Linked DNA regions of Drosophila melanogaster: region 2 is linked to region 1. A link is a contact called in public targeted proximity ligation data. All regions are on one chromosome and are shown on one strand. The core of a region is the stretch at or near the end of the contact, and the rest is flanking DNA. Distances in the headings are between cores, read along the strand shown. Region 1 holds the start of Zn72D (Zinc-finger protein at 72D). Region 2 holds the start of l(3)72Dn (lethal (3) 72Dn).

Region 1 (4,522 bases), core at 674-3,173:
ATGCTGATGGTGCCATTGGGCAGCGGCTGGCTGGTGAAGGTGATGCGATTGCCGGCAGCTGTCTGGCTGGTGTTCATCGTGCTGTGTGGTGTTTATGTTATTGGCGAGTGTGTTTCTCCTATTCCACTGACTTCTGTGTGTTGGTGTGGGCGAGCGATCCTGTTCCGATCAACTAGTTGCGCACATCCTGTGTTGGTGTTGGCGGAGTTGTTGCATGCTGTGCGCTCCAGAAGCGAACTGCAATGCAAGGGGAGGCGCTTTTAGTATTTATACAAGATTCGGCTCGAGGCGGTGGAGAAACAGGTAGGCGGTGGAGGTGCTACCTGACCGCCGGCTACCTGGCGGCCGTGCGCCATAAACCAGATGCTGCGTACACCTGGATGCCGCGCACAGGTAATCGCATTCACCTTGGCCAAAAAAGCGGGTGCTCCGCTGAATTGGTGCTGCGCTGGCTCACTCGCACTCGCCTTTGCCGTCACTGTCGTCGGCCTTTCTCCTGGCGCATCCGTTGCAGTCGTTGTCGCGTGTGTGTTATCTCGCTAATTCGCTGCCTTTTGTTTGCGCCGCTAAGCCTTTCTACACTTTTCCCGATCGGCGGGTTTTCCTGCGCACACACACACTCGCGCGTGCTCGCACGGACTGATTGTTGAGCACTGGAAGAATGCTTTATTTTGATTATTTTGATGTACAAAAAATTTGGCAGCGACGGTGCCAGAACGCCGCCATTTTCACGAATGCGCGTGCAAAGCGAAAATCGAGGCTGGTGGACGTTGCCAGATAGCGTGCGAAAAACACGTAACCAACGATCTGGCAATGCCGCTCGTTTATGCGGGTGGCGAGTGCGCAATATTCGTGAATGCACTAAATTTAAAAAAAAGTTCAACTCGAAAGTGGAGCACTTAATAATTGATGATTTCTATTAGGAAAAATTCATATTTTTCGAAAATCCGCATAAAAATATTTAAAACAAAAAGAAAACAAATGCATCTTGTACATGTCTCCAGTGGCAATATGGAGCATCGTGCCAGCCGTAGTATTAGTAATTTCTACTTTAGTGGCCAGCGGGTGGTGGCATAAACCCACGTCCGTGTCTGTGCGACTGTGTGCGTGTGTTTCAGTATAGGTTTTGTACAGCCTGCAATGTCGGGGGAAATTTTCTGGGCCCTGTGGCAGATGCACTCACTTCAATTCATTTTGCGTTCAAACTCGGTGCACTGGGGCGCATTTTAAACGATTTCCCGTTGCGTTTCTCTGGCGATTTAGCCGAAAACCGAGTAAATATTGTTTACGGACCGCCGAGGTACGGACGAGTTGTGCAGTGTGACCGTTGGCGACAATATCGTCGTGTTAAACGCGATACCGAATTAAAATACTAGAAAAGAAGTAGTGACTTGGATATCATGTCGATTTTTTATAGCCTTGTTGCGTACATTTTCAAAACCAAAAACGTTTGCTGGCATTTTGATGCCATCGGATTTTAGCCGCATACCAAATTAATTATATGCTCATTAGTTTTTATATGGGTAATAAGCCACAATTTTTAAGGATCAAAATAATTTATTTTAATACATTCGAATACGATACATTTTAAATCCTTTGAACTATTATTAGAGTACTGTTTAAAGCTGAATGTTAGGTAATTGAATAAATGAAGAATACGCTCAAAAATTAGAAACTACTAAAACTATTATTAGAGTACTGTTTAAAGCTGAATGTTAGGTAATTACAGAATTGAAGAAAATGCTCAAAAATGTTATTATTTTTTTATATTTAAACGCTATTTGCTCATATACTTAAATCATATATATATTCAAACGAAGGAGTAGTACTTTGTAACGGTCAAACAATCGATAGTTCCACTTTGATACCGAACTACATGCCCCACCACCAACGTGATGGTATTTTTGTTAGTTTTCGGTATCTTTGAAATGCTAAACTTCAGCACAACGGGCAAAATAATTCTGTAGAGCGAGTTAAATACATATCGTACAAATAGCGGTCTTAATAAAATAGACCATACCAATTTTAATATTAAACAAATTCCGTTAAATAAGCAACATATATAGTGTAATGGTATATTTTCCAAAAACTTCCAAAAATAAAAAGTGGTATTTGTTTCAAGTCGGGCTCAACATAGTATGATTATCCGATTACGCTGCGGTCACACTAGTACCGGCCCATAGAGACGGAAGAAAAATTTTATTTAACCGATTTCAGGTAATTGCCATTTGCATTAACTGTTTTTTAACCATGCACAACTAGGGCTAAAATGCCGTTGGAAAAGAGATCGCCACGTGTGCTCACTCGCATGTGGGCCAGACACGCGAAAAGTGCGTCCAAAGCTGCGGGGTAAAAATCGATAGAGAAAAGCAGATGAAAAACGGATGGGAAAGTGGTGGGGGGAGCTCCTTTCTCAACATGACGTGACTAAGACCACTTTGCTTTTACAGCTATAAACAGGCTATTACTCGGAAAGCACATATAAATTCCCGAATAAATCCGCATTCGAAGTCCCATAAATATTGACAGTCAGTCGGATAGGACAGCTAATGTAAGTAGAGCACTTGGTGGGGATGGGGGCAGGTCCAAAATGCAAATGCAAATGCCAATGGTAAACTAGTAAACCGCAGACAGATTGTCAAACAAATTCGATTTTCGTAATTGCAGCGCACCGCGACAATGGCCAACAACAACTACGCCGGGTTTAACTACGGCGGCACCCAGTACAATACGGGCCAAGTCTCGTACCCGGCGGTAACCAATGCCACCTACGCGAATGCGGCCGCCTATCAGAATGCCGCTGTGGCCGCCGGACAGGGTGGTTATGGCGGAGCAGCAGGAGCGGGCGCTGGCGCCACCTCTGGCCCTGGGGCGGGGGGTTATGGTGGCTACGGCGACTATCGAAGTGCCATGCAATACGACGCCACCAAGACATTCTATCAGCAGTCGCCGGCCAGCTACAACGCCTCCGGTTCGACAGCCTCGGTCAGCAAGACGCACTACTCGGCTCCGCCAGTCAAGAATCAGGTCAAGGGCAAGATGGACAAGTCGAACGGTGGTCCCAAGCCCCCTAGTTCGGCTCCTCCGGCGGGCAACAATTACAGTGGCTATGATACAGCACTCTACAATGCGGCAAGCATGTATGTGGCCCAACAGCATCAGGGCAATCCAAACCAAAAACCAAATGGCGGCGCCAATAACTGGTATCAGCGTAAGATGGGAGCCACCATACCAGGAGCAACGGCCATAAGGGGTATGCGTCCGAAGGCACCTCCACGTCCCCAGCAGCTGCACTACTGCGAAGTGTGCAAAATCTCGTGCGCCGGGCCGCAGACTTATCGCGAGCATCTGGAGGGTCAGAAGCATAAGAAACGCGAGGCTTCGCTGAAGATGTCCGCTAGTGCCAACAGTGCTACACAAAATCGTGGTAACAACTACCACTGCGAGCTGTGCGATGTAACATGCACTGGTACGGACGCATATGCCGCCCATGTACGCGGAGCCAAGCATCAGAAGGTGGTCAAGTTGCACCAGAAACTGGGCAAACCCATTCCCTCGGAGGAGCCCAAAAAGATGGGCAAGATCAACTTTGTGCCCGCTGCTGCTGGCGGAGCTGGTGTTGCCAAGACCGAAGGTGGCGCGAACGAGAGCGATGCAGCTGGAGATCTCGATGATAATCTGGACGATTCGCTGGGCGAAAACACGGACAACATTAAGCCAGTAGGCGGCGAGTATATTGAAGAGGTCAAGGACGAAGAGGGCAAGATTTTGAGCTTTAATTGCAAGCTGTGCGATTGTAAGTTCAACGACCCGAATGCCAAAGAGATGCATATGAAGGGCCGTCGCCATCGCTTGCAGTACAAGCGAAAGGTGCAGCCAGATCTAGTTGTCGACTTCAAGCCCACTCCTCGCCAGCGCCGCCTGGCTGAGGCCCGTGCCAACCGGGCCATGATGTCCTCGCATCGCGGCGGTGATGATCACGACGGCGGCTACTGGGAGGAGCAGCGCAACCGACAATACAACGAAGAGTATGACTACAACAACTGGATGTCGCGCAGTTTCGGAGGTGAGTTTCTATATACGTTATACTCCTTGGGGTGAAACAGTGCACTCGTTTAAACCAACCCCTGTGGGTTAACTTTATTGGCAAGGAAATTTATAAAAAGTTTATAGAGGGCAACTAAATCAATAAAGCACATTTCATTACATAATTATGTTGCCACAATTTAAAAGCTATAAGACAAATAACATTTGTATATACAAATAGCATGAAATTTGTTAAAAGTTGGTTGTCTGTAACGTAAAGAATTTAATAATCAATATAAACTGCAACATATTTTAAATATTCAAGCGGAATAACATTAAATTGGAACACGGCTAATTATTGCATGCACAAATATATTTATATTTCAAATTACCATTGCAGGTGCCCAGCGCTTTGGGCGCATGGGCAATGGACCGCCGCCGCACTTTGGCATGATGCCCGGCGGAAATGTTCGTCGTCCGGAAAGCACCGATGATC
Region 2 (4,509 bases), core at 965-3,464, 120 kb before region 1:
CTAGAGGAGGGGTGGGGTCTTCTACGACTTCTTATAGGGATTTATCATTTCATATTCTTGTATGTTCCTAGCTTTTTATGATCTTGCTCGGAAATGCACTATGAGATCATCTTATTTACTTTCTCTAACATTCACTCGCAATCAAAAGCTTTCACTAGATTCATTTTTAAGTTATCCCTTTACTCCTTCTTCTCGTGATCTTCATCGGGATCTTCTTCTGTGACCAAGCAATCGCCGCAGAAAATAGAGTACATGATGAGCGATAAGAATCCCAATGGCAGGCCGAAGATGACAGTGGTCAGCACGGGATTTCCCAGCCACATATCCCTTAATGCTCTTCGCACTTCGAACAGTGCCCGATTCAAACGTACAAAGTACGTATCTCCTCCATAGGCAATGGCACTTTCGTTGCGGATGGATTCTAGGAAAAGGTGCAGTGCCTGTGGAGTCATTTGCATTGGATCATCTTCGGGTATGAAGTGGTGTTGGGTGCTCGAATTAATCGCTATCAAGTGAGGCGTGGGCAGTTGATCCAAGATAATGGAATGTGCTATTGATGGCTCGCCAATCTGAAATGGAAATATTGATTAGCTCCAAATCGATAAAACTATGATAGAATCACTTACCCATCCAAATTGGAATTTGTCATGATATCGCGCCCTATGCTTTCTTATCACGCCCTCCACCATGTCCCGAAACTCCAGCTCATGCGTGGCTATCTGATTGAGCTTATCCTCCTGTACCACAGCCAAAACCAAGTACTTGTTTGTCTTGAGCAGCTGGTGGATGTTGAACCGAGTGACCTTTGGGAAGAGTGTGAACCTCTCCACGTTCACCCATTGGAAAACGGTTTCGTTCACTTCATTGGGGTCCATTTCGTGCGCCAAATGCCCATGCGGATAGAAGTGGTGCTGCTCTTCTTTGTAGACAATCACCGCTGGCAGTTTCTCAAAGTCAAAGTGTTGGGCAGCGATATCCTCGCTGGTGGCATAGAAAAATCCATGCTCTTGGTAACCTTCAGCTGCAGCATAGTATGTATCCCACACCACGCCCTCCTGTTGGCCTACGAAAATGAAAAATATCGTATGGGATCCCTTTAGCATGTCCACACTCTCCGTTCGCGTGACCAGCTGAACTGGAGGCCCAGACATCCTTAAGGCATAATCCACCAGCTCATCGCGACCGCGGTCTCCGTTGTAGGTGAACTCCATGTTGCCCTTGATGAACATAATGGTGGGATAGCCACGAACCTGTAAGAATTTGGGGATGCTTATAAGGAACTTGGACCAAATATGGTATATTCTCACCTTGAACTCCTTCGCCGCCGCCGGATACTTGGTACAATCTAGGCGACCCACTCGAACGTTGGTGGCATGCAAAGCCTGAGCCACCAGAGCAAAAATGGGCTCCGTTTTCTTGCAGTAGCCGCACCACGGGGCATAGAACATGACCAACCATTGGCCCTCGTGTCGCACATCGATGAACCGGTCACTGAGCTCCAAAACCTTCGAGGATAGCCCCGTCGAACCCAGAGTCAGAAGCAGAGCTGTTGGTTTTGTAAATCATTTAGCATCAGCTTGGATTTTTTCTATTGTTCGTAATTTATTTACCACTTATGAGGCCGAAAATCCACATAGAATTTGGCGACATCCTTGCAGCAGGTTTAATTTGTACTTCCAAGTGTAATTTACGTGCCCCTTATTTGCTATATCATGCTTTCCGTTATTTTAATAGCTTCTTTACTTAATTTAATTAGTTGATTGGTTTAATTTTCAGTTCCAAATTATTTTCCTTCGGACCACAGCAACAACAAAAGAAAACATTTGCAAAAACCACCCCCTTTAGACTGACCAGATGTGGAAAATATCCAAAATACTTAAGGAGATACTCTTTAGTCCAATGCGTAAATTGAACAAGTTTATTTATTAATTTTGTAGTTGTTTGGATTATGTTTTTAAAAGATTATTGAACTCAAGATTTTCATTCTACTATAACCTTAAAACTAAAATGAATTCGAAATAAAAACTAATTAAATTTTTTTATATGCATCTCTAAGAATTTATCTTTAATAATGACATAGTTAATAATTACATTTATAAAAGAATTTTTAATTTTGAAAATAAGTTTTTGAGCGGCCATAGAGCGGCTGCCTAAGGGTTAATCTGGTATATTTTTAGTCAGATGGCAACTCTTCAGCTTTGTTTACCTCACAAAATAGACTATCTGGCAACTCTTAGGCACACACGTGCATCTCCAGAGGAATTTTGTTTCAGTTGTTGTTCCTTATTTCTTCTTAACTAAATAATTGTATTAACTAAATAAAATGACGAATAATGCGAAGAAGGAACCCCAGCAAAGGGGCAAGCATCAGGTGCATAATGTGCGCTTCTACACTATAAAGCCGCGTGAAATTGTCAGCTTGGCGTATAGTAAATCGAGCAAGTGCCTCGCTCTGAGTCGGTAAATTATTGAAAATTAAAAAAAACCTAATAATTACTGTGCAGTAAACTAATAAGTACACTCTTTGCAGTGCAACACCCGTCATTGAGCTATGGAACCTGGAGCACGCCCCGTATTTGGATCGTGTAATCCACCTGCCCACCGATTCTCATGTGGAATCTATAGCCTGGGCGGGAAACCGCTTATTTTCCGTGGATTTAAGTGGTAAACTGATCGAGTGGGATGTGATTAAGCTAAAACAACGATATGAGCACTCGCCCACTGGCAATGCTCTCTGGAGTATCGATGTGAATCCCGCGGAAACGGATATTGCCATTGGCTCAGAGGAAGGGCACATCAACATCCTGAGTATTGAGAATGACGAAATCACCTATAAATCCCTATTTAACAAGCAAAAAGGTCGCGTTCTCTGCATCAAGTTTGATAAGACTGGAACTAAACTGGTGACCGGCACTGAGGGATTTGTTCGCATTTGGAACGTCCTCAAGGGAACCACTCTGCACACGATGACCCTATCCGAAAAGAACGTAATAGTTTGGTCCCTGCAGGTGCTATCCGATAATACGATTATTGCCGGTGATTCAGCGGGATTTGTTACCGTTTGGGATGCGGATAACGCGACACAGATAGATTCCACACGAGTTCTGGATAAAAACGTATTTGCCCTGGCTGTGAATAATAAGGAGGATCGATTAGTTTGCAGTGGAATGCAGCCGCCGCTCATCCGGATTTTCAGCAAAACCAAGATAAAGCGGGAAGAGTCCACCAGCGAGCGTTGGATTAAATTCCTACAGCGCGATGCCCACAAACACTATGTGAAATCCCTGTTGGTTATCGACGATCAAATTTATTCGGGAGGCAGGGATGGCATATTGACCATTACGTCCAGTGAACGAATGCAGGCACATTTGTCGCAGCATGCTCCCTTTCTGAAAGGTTCCGTAGCTTCCATGGCAATCAGTAAAAAGCTTTTGCTTTTGCGATATCCCAACAGCGTGCACCTGTGGCGCTTGGGTTCTGTGGCCCCGCAAGGCGAGGACAAGAAGAAACCCTGGGCACTGCCCGTCGGCCACACGGAGGAACAACTTCTGGAGCTGCCACCCCAGAAACTTCTCCAACTAAATGTCAAAGAGCACAACTTTATACAGTCTGCTGCCATTTCATCAGATGCAAACTGGATTTGCTACTCTACCTTAAAGGAACTCCGAATCAGTCGTTTGAAAAGTGATCCCCTGCAGGTGGAGCGTCTGGTAGACGATCTTCCCGAGGAACTTCAACCAGCCAGTCATATAATTTTCACAAAGCAGGGAGATCTAGTGCTGCTCAACCCGCAGAACAATCATCTAAGTTGGTTTACTTTAGAGGAAGATCTGGTTACATTCAAATATACCATCGATTTGAGTGAGAAGTGTAAGAATACGATTAGCCACGTGGTTATCTCTTCGCATGGCGAATACATTGTGGCTGCGAGCTCAGACCACATAATATCAGTTTGGAAACTACATGGAAAACAATACAAGCACCTGCTGAACCTACCAAGACACCGAGCAGGTACCACCGCCCTATCCATGCACGAGGATTACCCACGCGTGGTGGTCGCCTACGCCAATGGCCAGCTGGTGGAGTACGATTTGGTCAATCGGATATTCACCTGTGAAACTAATGAGTACCTGATACCCGAGACCAGGCGCCATTGCATCAATGGAATCAGCCTGGATCCACAAAATCGTAATATATTTATTGTTCACACCGAGGGCAATTTGTATGTGTTGGAGAGGGATCAGCATCTGGATCCCAAAGAGCTTGTGAGCAACAGCAAGTCTAAAAAGTTATCAAATGGAAACCGCTCTTCAGTTGATGGCGGCTCAAAAGGCCTGAGCCTCAAGACGACTCTGTCACGACAGGTAAGATTGGTAGGTCTGTTTACGCACAAGACTTTCATTTTGTAACACTTTGGCTCACAAGGTAATCTTAATTCATCCATGAAATAAGAATGAGAGGATTAAAATCTCCTTTTAGGCTTACCGACTACCCACTTTAACGTTTTCC

What was found.
Region 2: a contact with region 1 is called in a targeted proximity ligation map of the Kc167 cell line, with 2.5 times the contacts expected there. A contact is called at or near these places in 1 of 107 Hi-C or Micro-C datasets (the Kc167 cell line) and 2 of 7 datasets of targeted methods (the Kc167 cell line and the S2 cell line).

Annotation. Positions count from the first base shown.
Region 1 is chr3L:16,110,027-16,114,548 of dm6, reverse strand. It overlaps Zn72D (Zinc-finger protein at 72D), which reads left to right and starts at 1,923. Exons shown (of 6, transcript NM_001274995.1): 1 at 1,923-2,217; 2 at 2,451-2,551; 3 at 2,668-4,066; 4 at 4,427-4,522. The coding sequence starts at 2,680. It overlaps Taf4 (TBP-associated factor 4), which reads right to left and starts at 1,337. Exons shown (of 11, transcript NM_079378.4): 1 at 1,184-1,337; 2 at 408-664; 3 at 1-237. The coding sequence starts at 77.
Region 2 is chr3L:16,226,442-16,230,950 of dm6, reverse strand. l(3)72Dn (lethal (3) 72Dn) reads left to right here and starts at 2,214. Exons shown (of 3, transcript NM_140589.3): 1 at 2,214-2,460; 2 at 2,531-4,364. The coding sequence starts at 2,324. It overlaps Tmx3 (Thioredoxin-related transmembrane protein 3), which reads right to left and starts at 1,851. Exons shown (of 4, transcript NM_140590.4): 1 at 1,611-1,851; 2 at 1,308-1,546; 3 at 627-1,250; 4 at 1-569. The coding sequence starts at 1,650. The coding sequence ends at 180.